Linked DNA regions of Mus musculus: regions 1 and 2 are each linked to region 3. The links are chromatin contacts, called in public Hi-C and promoter capture Hi-C maps. All regions are on one chromosome and are shown on one strand. Each heading gives the region's core, a stretch centred on a gene start, on an enhancer-like site or on the middle of the called end of the contact. The rest is flanking DNA. Distances are from core to core; before and after follow the strand shown.

Region 1 (4,357 bases), core at 1,493-3,992, 540 kb after region 3:
CTTCCTAGCAGAAGTCTTCCTAACAGAGTCTGCACAGCCAGCAGGCTCCTGGCGGTCAGCCCTGATCACTGGGAGGGCTGGGGTGTCAGTGAGACGCCTCGACCCTGTCTCTAGTACACGCCAGTGTCTGTCTAAGCCATTATCTTTAGCTCAGTCCTTGACATTTACAAATGGAATTATGATCGCGATTTTTTCCTTTCCCTTTTAAAATACAAGTAGCACCAGGTTTCACGCTAATGTGAATTTCCCCACACCCTTCCCATGGTCATGAAGGTATTTGGCAATCAGTCCATGCAGCAACCTATGATGTACAAACAAGGTAGCCCAAGGTGTAAGCCCTCCCGCTCGCCCTACTTAAATGTCAACCCTGAGCACACAAATCAAAACATACAACTCTAGAAGTTATTATCTTCTCCTTCTCAAAACATACAACTCTAGAAGTTATTATCTTCTCCAGCTTCCTGTTAAAAGCCATCCCCTGCACACAGCACAGCCAGAGCCACGGCGGGCAGCTGATCTGTCCTAGCTCCGTAGATGGCAGGTTCCTCATGACTCCTGCTTTCAAAGCACTCACTCATTCTAAAATGGTATGCTATACACAAAACCATCTGCTTTATTCCAGAATACATCATCGTCATGAGAATAAAAAGCTTTGTATGCACACACTGCCAATACATTTAAAAGGCCCAAATGTTAACAAGTAGAATAGACAAATTCAGACAAAAGATCATAAATTACTTTGGCCGGCAAAAAAAAAATCTGGCTCAACATTTTGCTTGCAGATTTTCTACACATTGTGTGTGTGTGTGTGTAGTATATTTGTGTGAAAAGGGCTTTTTCAAAAGGAATGACGTGTGGCCTAGCCCACTTCCCACAATTATGTTGGGACTACAATGTTCTTTGCTAACAAAACAAGAAGGGCAAGGTCTGCATTCCCACCAACTCGATGCAGAGCCCCGAGCGCTTCCTGCAGAGTGAAGCCGGCACCAAGAATCCTGTCAACATCTGCAGCAGGAAAGATGAACGGTGGAAGAACGGAGGGGGTGGACAAGGACTGTGTGGGAGGTTGGTCCAATCCACTACGGGGCAACCCAGCTCCAGGGCAGACACTGCTGGTCTCCGGCCTGTCTGGGCCTGGATTATGCACATGCTCTGAAGGCTGACTGTGGGCACCCTCACTTGCTGCAAGTTCAGGTGCTATTTCTACCCCTGAGGTGCAGGGCAACTGCTCAGACAGTTTAGCTGAGGTTATGGCGACAGAACAGCTCTTCCTGGCTGACTCTGTTGATCTGCGGACATCTTCTCGGTCAGGTGACAAGCCATCACCCAGACCTTCAAAGCTAGTGGATGCTTCATCTTCTACCGCAGCACAAGGGGCAGTTCCTACGATTTCTGTCTTTCCTGATTCAGAGGTGGCCTGGTGACAGGAGCCTTGTGAGTACTGGTCACTAGGGGTCAAATGCACACTTTGGACCCTTCTTCCTGAAAGGTCTGAAACACTTGGTTGGCTCTCAGCTCCTATCTCTGACTGACAGGTAACATGCTCAGGTGACTCTTCTGAAGCTGGCTTACAGCTAATGACCAAAAGCTCATGGAGTTCTTTCAAGGCCACTGTGACAGATGAACAAAATTCTTCTGCTGATTCCACAGAGGGCTGACCGTGGCCACTTAGAAGGGAAGAGGAATTGTCATCTTTGTTATCCATTGTAGACATGTCAACATTATCTTCTGGGAGCTGCAATTCCCGAGTCAAGATGGAATGTTCCACAGGCTCACAGGACGGGTTAGACTGTAATGTCTCCACTTCCATAGTGGGATTATCTGAAGCGAGATGTGCTACACTAGGGCTCTTGATGACGGCATCCTGCCTGCCTGTTGAGCTGCACATAGCAACCAGAGACTGTTCAGCTGTATCTACTTCCATCAGGGCTTCTGAGCATGGACAGCTACAGAGTCCTGAAGCTGGAAGACCCTTCTCTGCACTGGGAAGATGAGCGTGTCTTTGTAGCTCACCTTTCCTCAGAGCTTCCAAACTGACAACTTCTTCATGAAGCTCAAGGTCTTCTGCGTCACAAAGACAGCCCTGGTCCTGTGGAACACTCTGCTGTCCAGCCTCTCGCTGTACACTCCCTGTTTCTCTGTGCTGCTGAAGGCCGTTCACGGGACTTGGGGTCTGATTTTCTGGATGCCAACTCTTTTCCTCCGCAAATATCTGTGGCTCCCGCATCCCAGTAGTTGTGAGAGTTAAACTAGCGTCCTGTCTTGTGTGGAGATACACTCTGAGGCCCTGGGTTCCTTTCTCAACAGATTTCTCCAGATTACCTGCAACAACGGCTTCTTTTGATGACTTATGGAAAGGCATGGCTAGACTCTGCTCTGCTGAGGAAGCAAGGTCAGGAAGAACCTGCAGAGGAGGAGGGTCTGTTTTCTTAGAGTTTGTCTGGAATTCAGCTGAAGCCTTCGTAGCCTCCATAGCTAGAGATTCAATGCTATTGGGGTCACCGGGCTTGATGGCGCAGACGGAAGCAGAAACAGAGCGAGCGAGACTCGTCGGGCTACCAACCTCAGGACTCTGCCCTGAAGGAGCTGGATGGTCAAACCCATCTGAAGTCGGCAATGATGACATTCCCAGTGAGGTAGATTCTTTACTGCTTTTCTCTGTAATAAAGAGAAAAGAGAAAAAGATTAGCTAGCAGACCACTAACTTATCAGAGTTGAATCCTCAATAGAATAAAAGCAGGCCTTTTAATTTAGGTCTCTCTTGCAAATATGCTAAAAAAAAAAAAAATACAAGAATCTTTCTCATGGTGGCAAGGTAGCATCTGTCACTGAAGCTGAAATGGGTGTGTGCTTAATAAACATTAAAATTCCATATGTAAAGAAAGCACTATTAGCGTGCACTTCACAATGGATGGGTCAGTGCTCACACTTAAAAGATACTTATTGATGTATTTATTCACTCCAGAAAGGCTCTCACTGCACAGCAGAGCTGGCCGTAAGCTGAGAGGCGCCTGCCTGGCTTCTGCAGTGCTGGGCTATGGGAGCGCATCACCACACCAAGCAGTCACTTTATTTCTGGTGATTTTTTGCATCTTCACAGGATGATTCTCATGACAAGGCTTTTTCCCCTCTTTAAAACAACAACAAACAAACAAACAAAACCCAATAGGTTCTCACTCTGTAGCCTAGGCTGGCCAACTCACTATAGTAAAGCCAGATAAGCCTTTAATTATCAGCAATCCTTGTGCGTCAGCCTCCTAAGCACTGGGGTTACAGCATGGGCCACCACTGTTGGCTCCAGTTCGCTGTTCATGTTTCAAGTGTAAGCACAGGTGTCCAAAAGCAAGCACGCTGGCAAGAGAGCAGGGCAACCAAGAGAGGTGGGGTTTACATGCCTGGAGAGCTCTAGAAGACAGACAAGTAAACAGTGGATTTTATTTCTAGCCAAGCTTTTCAAAAACCATGGTAAAACTAAGCACCCAATTCAAAGAACAAAACAAAAAATGAAGCAGACAGAATTTTATTTATCTGTTCAACCACTGTGCATTCATACTTGAGGCCTCCACATTTCCTGTACTCTTGACTTCATGTATAAGGACGATGGCTCCCAGTGTCAGAGCTATGGGTATGCATTACTGTTCTCAAATTTCTGTAGTGCTCTGGACCAAACCAACCTCATCTTACATATGCCAGGAGGCCTTCTGCTAATCCAACTACATCTCTAGCTCTCTAACGAGCTCTGTTCAGCCTGAAACGTGTGGGAGTTTCCTGCTTTAGTGTGAGTGCTGGGATCAACATGCAGGATTACGCCCAGCTTCTCAATGCTGTACCCTCGTACAGCACAACAGAACTGACCAGGCGTAGGCACGTCACTGAATCCACAGGAGGGCAGAGGAAGAGTGTAATCATTCTTTGATAGGCAACAATAACTTACACCCACCCGAATTTGATTGCCCTTCAAACTTGATGCGGAAGCCACAGTGGTCCAACTCCTCTGGCACTATTAAAAACCAGCCTCTAACCACCAAAAATATCTTTAATTAAAAGGCATAGATTGCTATCAACCCTGGAAATATTGGTTCCTGGGTTATTAAATTCAATTCAGATGCTTTGTGCTGAACACTAACATCAGTGTGAGTGCTGGTTTTCCACTGGTGAGGTCACACAGAGTGCAGTTATGATGCTAACATCACTAATTAATTCATCAGACCCCGCTGAGCTGCATGAGAGAGAGGATGGGCCTGCTGGAAGTTGTCAGCTTTTCCTTTTTGTGGTTGAGATGGGATCTCCTGTAGCCTATGTTGTTCTTTCTGTTTGTTTTATGAGAAAGAGTTTCTTTGGCTATACTGGAACTCAC
Region 2 (4,354 bases), core at 780-3,279, 730 kb after region 3:
TTCAAAAGCAAGGAGTGTGGATTCCTGCCGTTCTAGCCTGGTCAGTCAGTGGAGACTGAAGTCAGAGGGTATCCTCTTGCCCTGGAACCTCCATGTAGAAGTTTGGGGGGTGCATTATAGCGGCATCAGGAAGCTTCTAGTCACCCATAGCTGGGACCTAACGTCCTCTTTCCCTATGAGGACTGGCTGTGGGTGTGGAAGGAAGTGGGACATGGGAAAATCCTCTCTGGACCCTGGTTGGAGGGAACGCCCCCTTTCCGGGCTTCCTGATGGGTGTCTGGGCACTGTCCGTGGGGTGTGGCTGGGGCTCTCAATCTGCTGGCTGTCTTCTGCTTTGGGATTCCCTGCGTACCCCACCCCAAGCTCAGCTTCTGTGGTTTGGTCCCCTCTGGGATCCGCTCCAGCCTGGTGCCTGGAGGACCATTTCCTTTCCAGGAACATAGGTGGCTTACTAGGAAGACGGGAGGCCGGTCCTTTGGAGGGGCACTTGCATCTTCTCTACCCCTATGGGTACTCTTCCCCCATCTCCATATTGCTGGATTTTGTGGGGGTGTGGAATGGCTGAGCCCACAGGTCTTGGGGACATCCTAATCTGGTAAGGGTACAGCTTAGAATCATAGAAAGTAGAAGGCAGGGGTTGGAGACCCTAGGCAGGGCACATAGAGAGAGAATGGGCTCCAGGGATTGTCTGGGAAGGGAGGAACTGTCACTGGGGAAGAGGGCTGCCTTCTGATAAAGGGCAGGGGAGTCACCACTGCACAACCACGGAGTGAAGGGGTTCGAGGTGGGGGGGCGGGGTAATGGGGGAGAAGGGAGGGAGGGGAGGAAGGTGGACTCACAGTGTATGAAGAGGGGCTAAGTCCCAGGGGACTCTGTCCTGATGATAGGGGAGTTACATGTTTGTAGACTGGGGGACAGGGACAGAGGAGCCCTTCCCTAGCAAGACCGCACAGTGTTAAGGAAATGGAACCTGGTCAACAGGGTGGGCGGGAATGGAAAGGCCTGAAGAGTTTTCACCCACAGTAAGTAAACATAGTATAGCTGAGGGTGTGTGTGTGTGTGTGTGTGTGTGTGTGTGTGTGTTGGGGGGAGGGGGTTGTGGACCCAACCTAGTAGGAGAGAGTCCATAACTAAGCAGAAGAAATTAAAGGACCCAGTAAAAGGCACAAGTCTGGCATGGGTGCCGGGGGGAATGTCCCCTTAAGAGGCAGTAGGGTTGCCTTATTGCGGTGGGGGTAGGGAGTCCAGTAGTTAGGACGGAGCGGAAGGGAAGCCACCGGCCCTTTCTCCCTTTCTCGATATGTTTGGGTGTAGGGTGGTGGGTGCAGTAACATTAACAGTGGGAAGGAGGTCGGTACCCTGTGTGGTGGTAGTGACTCGCTGGGGACCTGCGATTATCTGGAAGGAACCTCAGGGAGCCCCCAATCCGCGTGGGCTATTCCGAGGGCAGTATCACCAGGAGGAGGGGTCACATGTCAGGAACGGGAGCTCCCCAGATCCACTTGCGTGCTGGGGTGGTGGGTCTGGAAGCCTCGTGGCTCTTTAGAAAAGCAGCAGAGTTCCCCACCCTGGTGAGACGGGGTTCTGGGGGAATCTAATTGGGGATACGGGAGGTTAGGGCCCGAGGCCGGGTCTAGGGTGGTGGGGAACCGGGTGCAGGGGCACTTACTGCTTGAACATCTTCTCCATGTCTTTGATCTGCTTCCTGGAGAACTCCTTGAACTCGGTGTAGGGGTTGAAGACGCGGCGGCTGGGCGACTGTGGCTCGCCGATGCCCTGGTTGAGGTCCGCGCGCCGCAGCAGCTTGGCGCTCAGCTCGTCGTCCGCGCTGCCCAACGCCTGGGCAGTCTCGTCGGGAGCCTCGGCCGCCGCCGCCGCCGCCGCCCCGTTGAGCCCCGGCTGCTCCGTCGCCTCGCCGCCTTCGCCCTCCATCTGCAGCCTCCGGCTCAGCTTGCTGGCCAACTCGTCCGTGGCCATGGTGGCCCGCGCAGCGCTGCCTCGGCCGGGCCCCTGCTCTGCGCCGCGCTCCCGGCCGCGCTCTTCCTCTTCCTGACACTCCCCGCCGCCAGGCGCCGCCCTGAAGGTGGGACTTAGGGGACCGCCCGCCCCCGGGCTGGCTCCCGCCGCCTTTGCCGCGTGCCGGGTCCTTCTCTATCCCCGGAGGGGGGTAGGGGGGTCAAGTGCATTCCGCTCCCCAGCTCCTCATCATCGTTCCCCTCCCTCCCCCACAGTGAAAAACCATCAACTTCTCTCTGATGACCTCTGGGTGACGCTGAGTCCCAGGAGCCCTCTGGAAGGAACCTGGGAAGGGGGTGTCCCAACCCTTCGGGAGGGAAGAGGGTCCGCTCGCAGGAGGTGGCTGTGTGTTCAGGGACTGGAGAGGGGCGCGGCTCTCAACCCGTTCTCTGAAAGGGGTTTGTGTCTCTGACACCCTGTCGGTTGCCATGGAGACCACTGGTAGTGAACCGCTGGGCGTTCTTGATAAGGTGGCAGGAATCTGAAGAAGGTGGACCCTAGCACTGGAGCCCAGTTGAGACTGTCTCCAGGGCTATCATGACTGGCGTCATTCAAAAGTGGGGTAGCTGCTATGAGGGAGATGGCACCCTACCAGTTCTCAAGGTCCCCAAAGAACTGGGAAAGGGGAAGGGGGTCGTCCTGTTACACGATGATTCAGCACAATAGCTGCCTGATCCGGCGGATGCCTGGGACTCTCCACCTCAGAGGGATTTCAGAGAGATCTCCATGTTGCCTCTTTGATGGGGATCCCAGAGGGGTGACCTCCTCCCCAAAGCGTCAGGAATGGGGGGAGCTGGAAAGGAGGAGCTCAGAGAGAATTTGTCTCTGTCATCTAGTCTGTCACTTCAAGAACAGCAAAGCTGGTCTGAAGAGAAGGCTCAGTTATTAAGAGTGGTTATTGCTCTTGTGGAGGACTGACATCCTAGCATCCGTGTAGGGTCCGGGTAGAGAGGGGCAAGTCACGAAAGGCCTGTAACTCCAGCACCAGGGATCCTAGACCCTCTTCTGGCCTGCTTATGCATCTGCACTCATGAGCATATATACCCCTCCCCCACACACACAGACTTAAAACTAAAGTAAATCTCTGGCCAGTCTCTGAGTTCAGTCAGCCTGGTCTACATCCAGGATAGCCAGGGCTCTATAGTAAGACTCCCTCCTTGATAGATGATAGATAATAGATAGACAGATAACAAACTCTGTTTGTTTGTTTGTTTTTCTTTTGGGGGTTTTGTTTTTTGAGACAGGGTTTCTCTGTGTAGCCCTGGCTGTCCTGGAACTCACTCTGTAGACCAGGCTGACCTCGAACTCAAGAAATCCGCCAGCTTCTGCCTCCCAAGTGCTGGGATTAAAGGCGTGCACTGTCCGGCGGTAACAAACTCTTAAACCTTCAAAGCTATGGTGTTCTGGCATCAACTGCAAGGTCACTAGCCATAATGCTGATTTCCAGGCTCTACCTAGACTGACAGACCTGTCCTTTGTCACTGGGATCCAAAAAGCTGCTTTTCACAAGCACCTGGGGGAAGCCTTGCTCTTTGGAGTCAAGAGTCTCCGACACAGATGCATCACTAAGATAACAGGGCAATGCTGGGTACCCAGATACTGCCCACTCCCAGAGGCAGGGTACAGAAGACCTGGAAAGCACAAGCTAAAAAGTGACACTGTGAAAACAGAGGGGACCAGAGAAGCTGCTGGCTGCCACAGGATGATGCTTAGAGGAAGACACCTGATCAGTAACTGTTGATGTGTTCACAAACATTGTTGAAGGAAAAGGTATTTGAAAGAGTATAATGGATGCAGAAGAAATCTGTAGTTATACCTTGCTCAGCCTTTCAGAAGCATGGTTTCACAGAAGACCCCAGGTCCCCTGAGTAAGACAATGACTCCTGTGTGTTTCAGAAGCATTTATCAGCTGCCTCAGCCAGTTGTCATTGCATGTGTAGAGCTGGTGTTAGCATCAAACCCTGCTATAAAATGTCCCCGTAGAAAATCATGTTGGGTATAATACGCTTTCTTAACTTATACACACTAAAGGAAGTTTTTGAAAAAATCTGTAATATTTGGACAAACAAACCATATTGTGTTGCTTTAATGTTCTAAATTAAACTTTTAATAAAGATTACCAGAGTAAACAAAAAAAGAAAAAGAAAAAGAAAAATGTAACTTTTTGTAAGGTTGCTAAGTCTGATAAAGATGCTAACTAAGTTTAGAGAGTTTTGATTTCTTAAAGACCAAGGGAGTTACAAGTAGTTGGTGTTGGGTAGTTCAGTCTAGCTGCTTTAAAAGAAACACAGTTTACATATTTAATAGAGACCAAGGATAGGGGAGGGGCACACAGAGA
Region 3 (5,081 bases), core at 2,123-4,622:
CACACACACCCTCTCATGCACATTGTAAAAATAAAAAAAAAAAACCCGTGAACTGTGATTAGTAATAAATAATTCGCTTTAATAACTTTTCTATGTATTGCAGTTAATACGAACACATATTTATTGTCTTTCTTGTACAGGCTCTTTATGTATCAGGGACCTTGTTAACTTTACCTAAGTCACAAGCTGGTGAGATGGCTCAGTAGGTAAGGGCACTGGCTGCCAATCCTGACCACCTCAGTTTGCTCCCTTGGAAGGAGACAGCCAACTGCTATGTATGGGTTGTCCTCTGACTTCCATCCACTCCCTCATACACTTTCAGAAATATAGGTTAAAATCTTTATATATATGCATATATAAAATCTGTAATCCCAGCTCTTGGGAGGTTGAAGCAGCCTGGTCTACATAGGAAGTATAACCTGTTCTACAGCATAAGAATTCTCTCAAAAACCCTCCAGATGGGCTGGGTATGATGGCAAATACCTTTGATCCCAGTACATGGGAGGTAGACGTTGAGTACATCTCTGTGAGTTGGAGGCCAGCCTAGTCTACAAAGAGAGCTCCAGGCAAATTAGGACTTCACTGTGAGACTCTATCTCAAACAGAAAACCACAAACAGACAGATATGGCACGCCCTCTGGTGCATAGTAGCTGTTCACTAAACATGCATCCGCACTCTGGTGCATAGCAGGCGTTCACTAAACATGCATCCGCACTCTGGTGCATAGTAGGCGTTCACTAAACATGCATCCGCACTCTGGTGCATAGTAGGCGTTCACTAAACATGCATCCGCACTCTGGTGCATAGTAGGCGTTCACTAAACATGCATCCGCACTCTGGTGCATAGTAGGCGTTCACTAAACATGCATCCGCACTCTGGTGCATAGTAGGCGTTCACTAAACATGCATCCGCACTCTGGTGCATAGTAGGCGTTCACTAAACATGCATCCGCACTCTGGTGCATAGTAGGTGTTCACTAAACATGCATCTGCACTCTGGTGCATAGTAGGTGTTCACTAAACATGCATCCGCTGAATCCCCTCTTAGTTCTCAAATTCCCAGTTCATTCTTTTTTTTTTTTAATTATTATTTATTTATTTATTTTGGTTTTTCGAGACAGGGTTTCTCTGTATAGCCCTGGCTGTCTTGGAACTCACTCTGTAGACCAGGCTGGCCTCGAACTCAGAAATCCGCCTGCCTCTGCCTCCCTAGTGCTGGGATTAAAGGCGTGCACCACCACGCCCGGCTCCAGTTCATTCTTTTATTCAACATATATTCAGTGAGTCTCCGCTGGGTACTAGTCTATATATGATGGATATTAATGATAAAGCTTTTCGTCAAAGCAACAAAACTCCCGCCTATCTTTGAGCTAAGGGTAAAATGGTTCTGTATTTGAACTCTAACATGACCTAGCAATTCTCCCCACCTGTACCCCAAGTCAGCGCTTCTTTGTGGAAGAGCTCTGGTTGTCCTGGAACTTACTCTGTACACCTGGCTGGCCTCAAACCCAGAGATTCACCTGTCTCTGCCTTCTGAGTGCTGTCATTAAAGGTGTGTGCCACCATAGGCCAGTAGCAGCCTTGTTTTAATATATATACATATATATATTTAGATTTTGTTTTTATCTATGCTTGAGTGTGTGTGTGCTGTGTGGGTGGGTGCCCAAAGAGGTCAAATAGGGTGTCAGACCCCCTGGAGCTGGTATTAGACAGTTGTGAGTAGCTTGTAGGTGCTGGCACATGAATGTAGGTCTTCTAGAGAGGGGTAAGCAGATTCTCTTTTTTTTTGTTTTTCTAGACAGGGTTTCTCTGTGTAGCCCTGGCTGTCCTGGAACTCACTCTGTAGACCAGGCTGGCCTCGTACTCAGAAATCCACCTGCCTCTGCCTCCCAAGTGCTGGGATTAAAGGCATGCACCACCATGCCTGACGGTAAACAGATTCTTATTGCTGGGCTATCTCAACCTAGCGTGAGTTCTTAGAACATGTTATAACTTAGATTACAGGGCTGGAGAGACGGTCAAGACATGTACTGCTCTTGCAGGACCACCCAGGTTCAATCCCTAGCACCCACATGGCGGTGGTAGGGTCACAACTGCCTATAATTCCAGTTCCAGGGGATCTGACACCCTCTACTAGCCTCTAAGGGCACCCACACACGTGGTGCACAAGATATGCTCAGGCACACGCAATATTTACTGTATGTATGTTCACAAGTGTCATTGTTTGAGAATGAAGATCAGGGTGGAAACTGTGGGAGTTGGCATTGGTTTTCTCCCTCCATCATGTAGGTTCTAGGCATTGAACTCGGGTCTTCAAGCTTGGGGGAAGCACCCTTACCTGCTGAGCCATTTTGCAAGCCAAGACTTCTTTCTCTTTTTCTTTGAGACAGGGTCTCATTATGTAGACCATGCTGGCCTTGAACTCAGAAATCTACTTACCTCTGCTTCCCAAGTGCTGGGATTAATAGTCAACCACCATGCCAGGGCAATGGAATTTCTTAGTTTCTCACTTACTGCGTGCCAGAGTTTTTTCTAATGTTTATATGAGGAACATAAATGTTTTTTTTAGATTGAGGTTCCTCAAAGTAGATTCAAACTCCTGGATCAAGCAATTCTCGCCCTTAAACCTCCTGCATAACTGGACTTAAAGGAGTGTCACCAAGCCTCGTGGTACTTTTGACCTAGTACCACGTCTCACGGGCTATACAAGCCTAGGTCTACTTTATCCCAGGGCTATTCGCTTGATGTCTCAGAATGCTCCAATTGCACAAGAGCTTGAGCTCTCTATGTCTGGCATTTCCTTAAACCACATCTGCAGGGATGGGTTCTAGAAGGTTCTCACCTACACACAGCTTTCTTGAAGTGAGACTCTTTTGTGGGAGCGGGACCCCACTCCTCGGTGATGGCCACACTGGGAAGCACAGAGAAACACACAGGCTTGTTTCCTCCCAGGCTCCGCTCTACACCGGGAGTTTTGAGACTGGGTTTCCTCTTTTTTTTTTTTTTTTTTAAAGTTGGTAGCAACATAGCTGCTGCTACAGTTTCCAGAGGCTCCAACGCCGGGAGCTTCCTCTCCCTGGGGATATCTAAAAGGCACTTCCGTTCCCCATTGCCCTTTCTCTACGCTCAACCCGTGGGTACCTGGGGGCACAAGTGCCTTAATCTAAGTCTGCACTATCAAACAATCGGAAAAACAGCTCAGATACCAGCGCTCAGCCGCGCCGATCCTGATAAGAGTCCTAGAAAGCTCCGCGCCCTCGGCCCTTCTCAATATGGCGCCGCCCAGCGGCCGCCGCGCGGAAGGCCGGTCACGCTGACGTGTGTGCGCGCGCGCGCGCTTCCTCCGCGCCCCGCCTCAGCGCATGCGCACTGCGCGCTGTCGTCTCCCGGTCTGAGCAGCAGCGGCGGTGGCATCAGGGACGGCGGCGGCGGCGGTGGTAGCCGCGGCGGCGTTTGAGTGGAGGAAGATGGCGGCTCCGGGCGACCCCGGGTTCCGCCAGCGGTGAAGATCCCCCGAGCACAGCAAGCACCGGCCTGAGGCAGAGCGGCTGTGCTCTGGCCCCGGCCCTGGCTCCTTCGCCACCGTCGCCGGAGACGCGAAACCGAGAGCGCGGAGCGGTCTGGGCCAGGTGAGGCCTCTCCCGGTGCGGGGCCGCGGCCAGGCGCCGACGCCTCTTGCGCTTCATGCCCGGGGACCCCGGGGCACCCCGAGTCCGGCGCGGGCCCCGTGTCCTGCGCGGGCGTGGGTCTTGGCGGGCCTGGGGTCTTGCTGTCGTCATCCTCGGCTTCCCAGGCTAAGGTGGGGACGTGCGCCCCTTTGCAGCCAGCTCTCGGGATGGGCGCAGACCTGTGCCCTCTCCTCAGCAGGGTGGTCCGGGTCCTCCTCCAGGCCGGGAAAGGATGCGCGGTCAGGGGGTGGAGAATGGCTTTCGGGGTGTCATGGAGCCTCACCCCGCCCCCTGAAACCCTGAAGTCCTCGGTGAAGAGCGGGAGCCCGCTTGCTGCCCTCCTGAATTGGGGCTGCGGCGAGGGGGCCGGCGGGCGTCTCAGAAGCTGCAGCTGCCCAAGAGATGATTTTTTTGGGGAATCGGCTGACGAAATAAAACACAAGCAGTTCCTTCCCTGACCCCTAGCCGTCTGAGTGTTCTCTTAGTGGGAACTGCAGCTCTCCTGGCTGGAGACAGCAGTCCACGTTGTGACTGAAGAAGGCTTGCCCCGGTGAGAATTGTCCGTGGAGGGTGGCAACGAGTTTGTAAATCAAGAAAACCACAATTAGGTGAGAGAGCCTGGTAGCTTCAGCTGAGAAAACTTGAGATGCTGGAGTTGGTTGGAAACCTTTGGAATAAGCCGGTTGCTTTGTCTGTTGGATCCTCGGAGTTTTAGTAGGAAAAGCCATGTTTCGTTTCTCAGTTGCCAAAGCGTTTGGACTTTACAGTGGCAGCGTTCCGATGGATCTAAGATACAGAACCAGACAGACACATTACTGGGTTTCACTTGCCGGAGGCAACACTCGATTATTTTTGTTATTTATTTATTTTTCTCGGAACTTTTTTGTTGTTGTTTAAGTGGTAGTAATTGAGAGTCTTTAGTTTCATTTCTTTAGGGTAGAGAAGATGTTTGATGCCGGGTGGCCTTTTCATGGAGCAAGAATGGCTTCACATGGATTTGTGCTGTTGTGAATTGTCGGGGCCATCTCTTTTGCTTGGACACACCAAACGTCTTTTGTAACACATCGGGTTTTGCTTGTGTTTAAGAATGATGACATCATGGATTTAAAGGGACAAGGATAAATTGGCGAAGAGATACCATCACTTAGAATTCAGTCTGTAGCTCTTAAGCTGGACAGGGATGCCCCTTGTGTCATATTTCTGACAGAGAGTATTCAATTGTCTAGTCTGGTCGGGTGTCCTTTCTGTTGCATGATAATCAGTTTATATCCCGTAGCTGTTTGCTTAAGAAATAAGCCCAATTTACTATAGCATTCATTCTACATTGAACCGTGAGAGCTTTATGTATGCACTTCCCCTTAGTGACAAGTATTAAGTTAAGATGGCAATTAGTTCATTTAATATTAGCTAGC

The links. Promoter capture Hi-C pulls out the DNA fragments that hold promoters and counts their contacts. A called contact is a pair of places that touch in the nucleus more often than the background predicts.
Region 1: a promoter capture Hi-C map of hippocampal neurons shows a contact between it and region 3, with 2.5 times the contacts expected there. The contact joins the promoter of Rsc1a1 here to the promoter of Fbxo42 in region 3. A contact is called at or near these places in 2 of 39 promoter capture datasets (hippocampal neurons and liver).
Region 2: a contact with region 3 is called in a Hi-C map of CD8 T cells, with 8 times the contacts expected there. The contact joins the promoter of Efhd2 here to the promoter of Fbxo42 in region 3. A contact is called at or near these places in 1 of 484 Hi-C or Micro-C datasets (CD8 T cells) and 2 of 115 datasets of contacts at active chromatin or transcription factors (bone marrow-derived dendritic cells and pancreatic cancer cells).

What each region holds. Positions count from the first base shown.
Region 1 is chr4:141,682,974-141,687,330 of GRCm38.p6, forward strand. It overlaps Rsc1a1 (regulatory solute carrier protein, family 1, member 1), which reads right to left and starts at 2,743. Exons shown (of 1, transcript NM_023544.5): 1 at 590-2,743. The coding sequence starts at 2,626. The coding sequence ends at 878. It overlaps Ddi2 (DNA-damage inducible protein 2), which reads right to left. Exons shown (of 10, transcript NM_001017966.2): 10 at 590-2,658.
Region 2 is chr4:141,872,891-141,877,244 of GRCm38.p6, forward strand. It overlaps Efhd2 (EF hand domain containing 2), which reads right to left and starts at 2,030. Exons shown (of 4, transcript NM_025994.3): 1 at 1,670-2,030. The coding sequence starts at 1,977.
Region 3 is chr4:141,144,550-141,149,630 of GRCm38.p6, forward strand. It overlaps Fbxo42 (F-box protein 42), which reads left to right and starts at 3,373. Exons shown (of 10, transcript NM_172518.3): 1 at 3,373-3,630.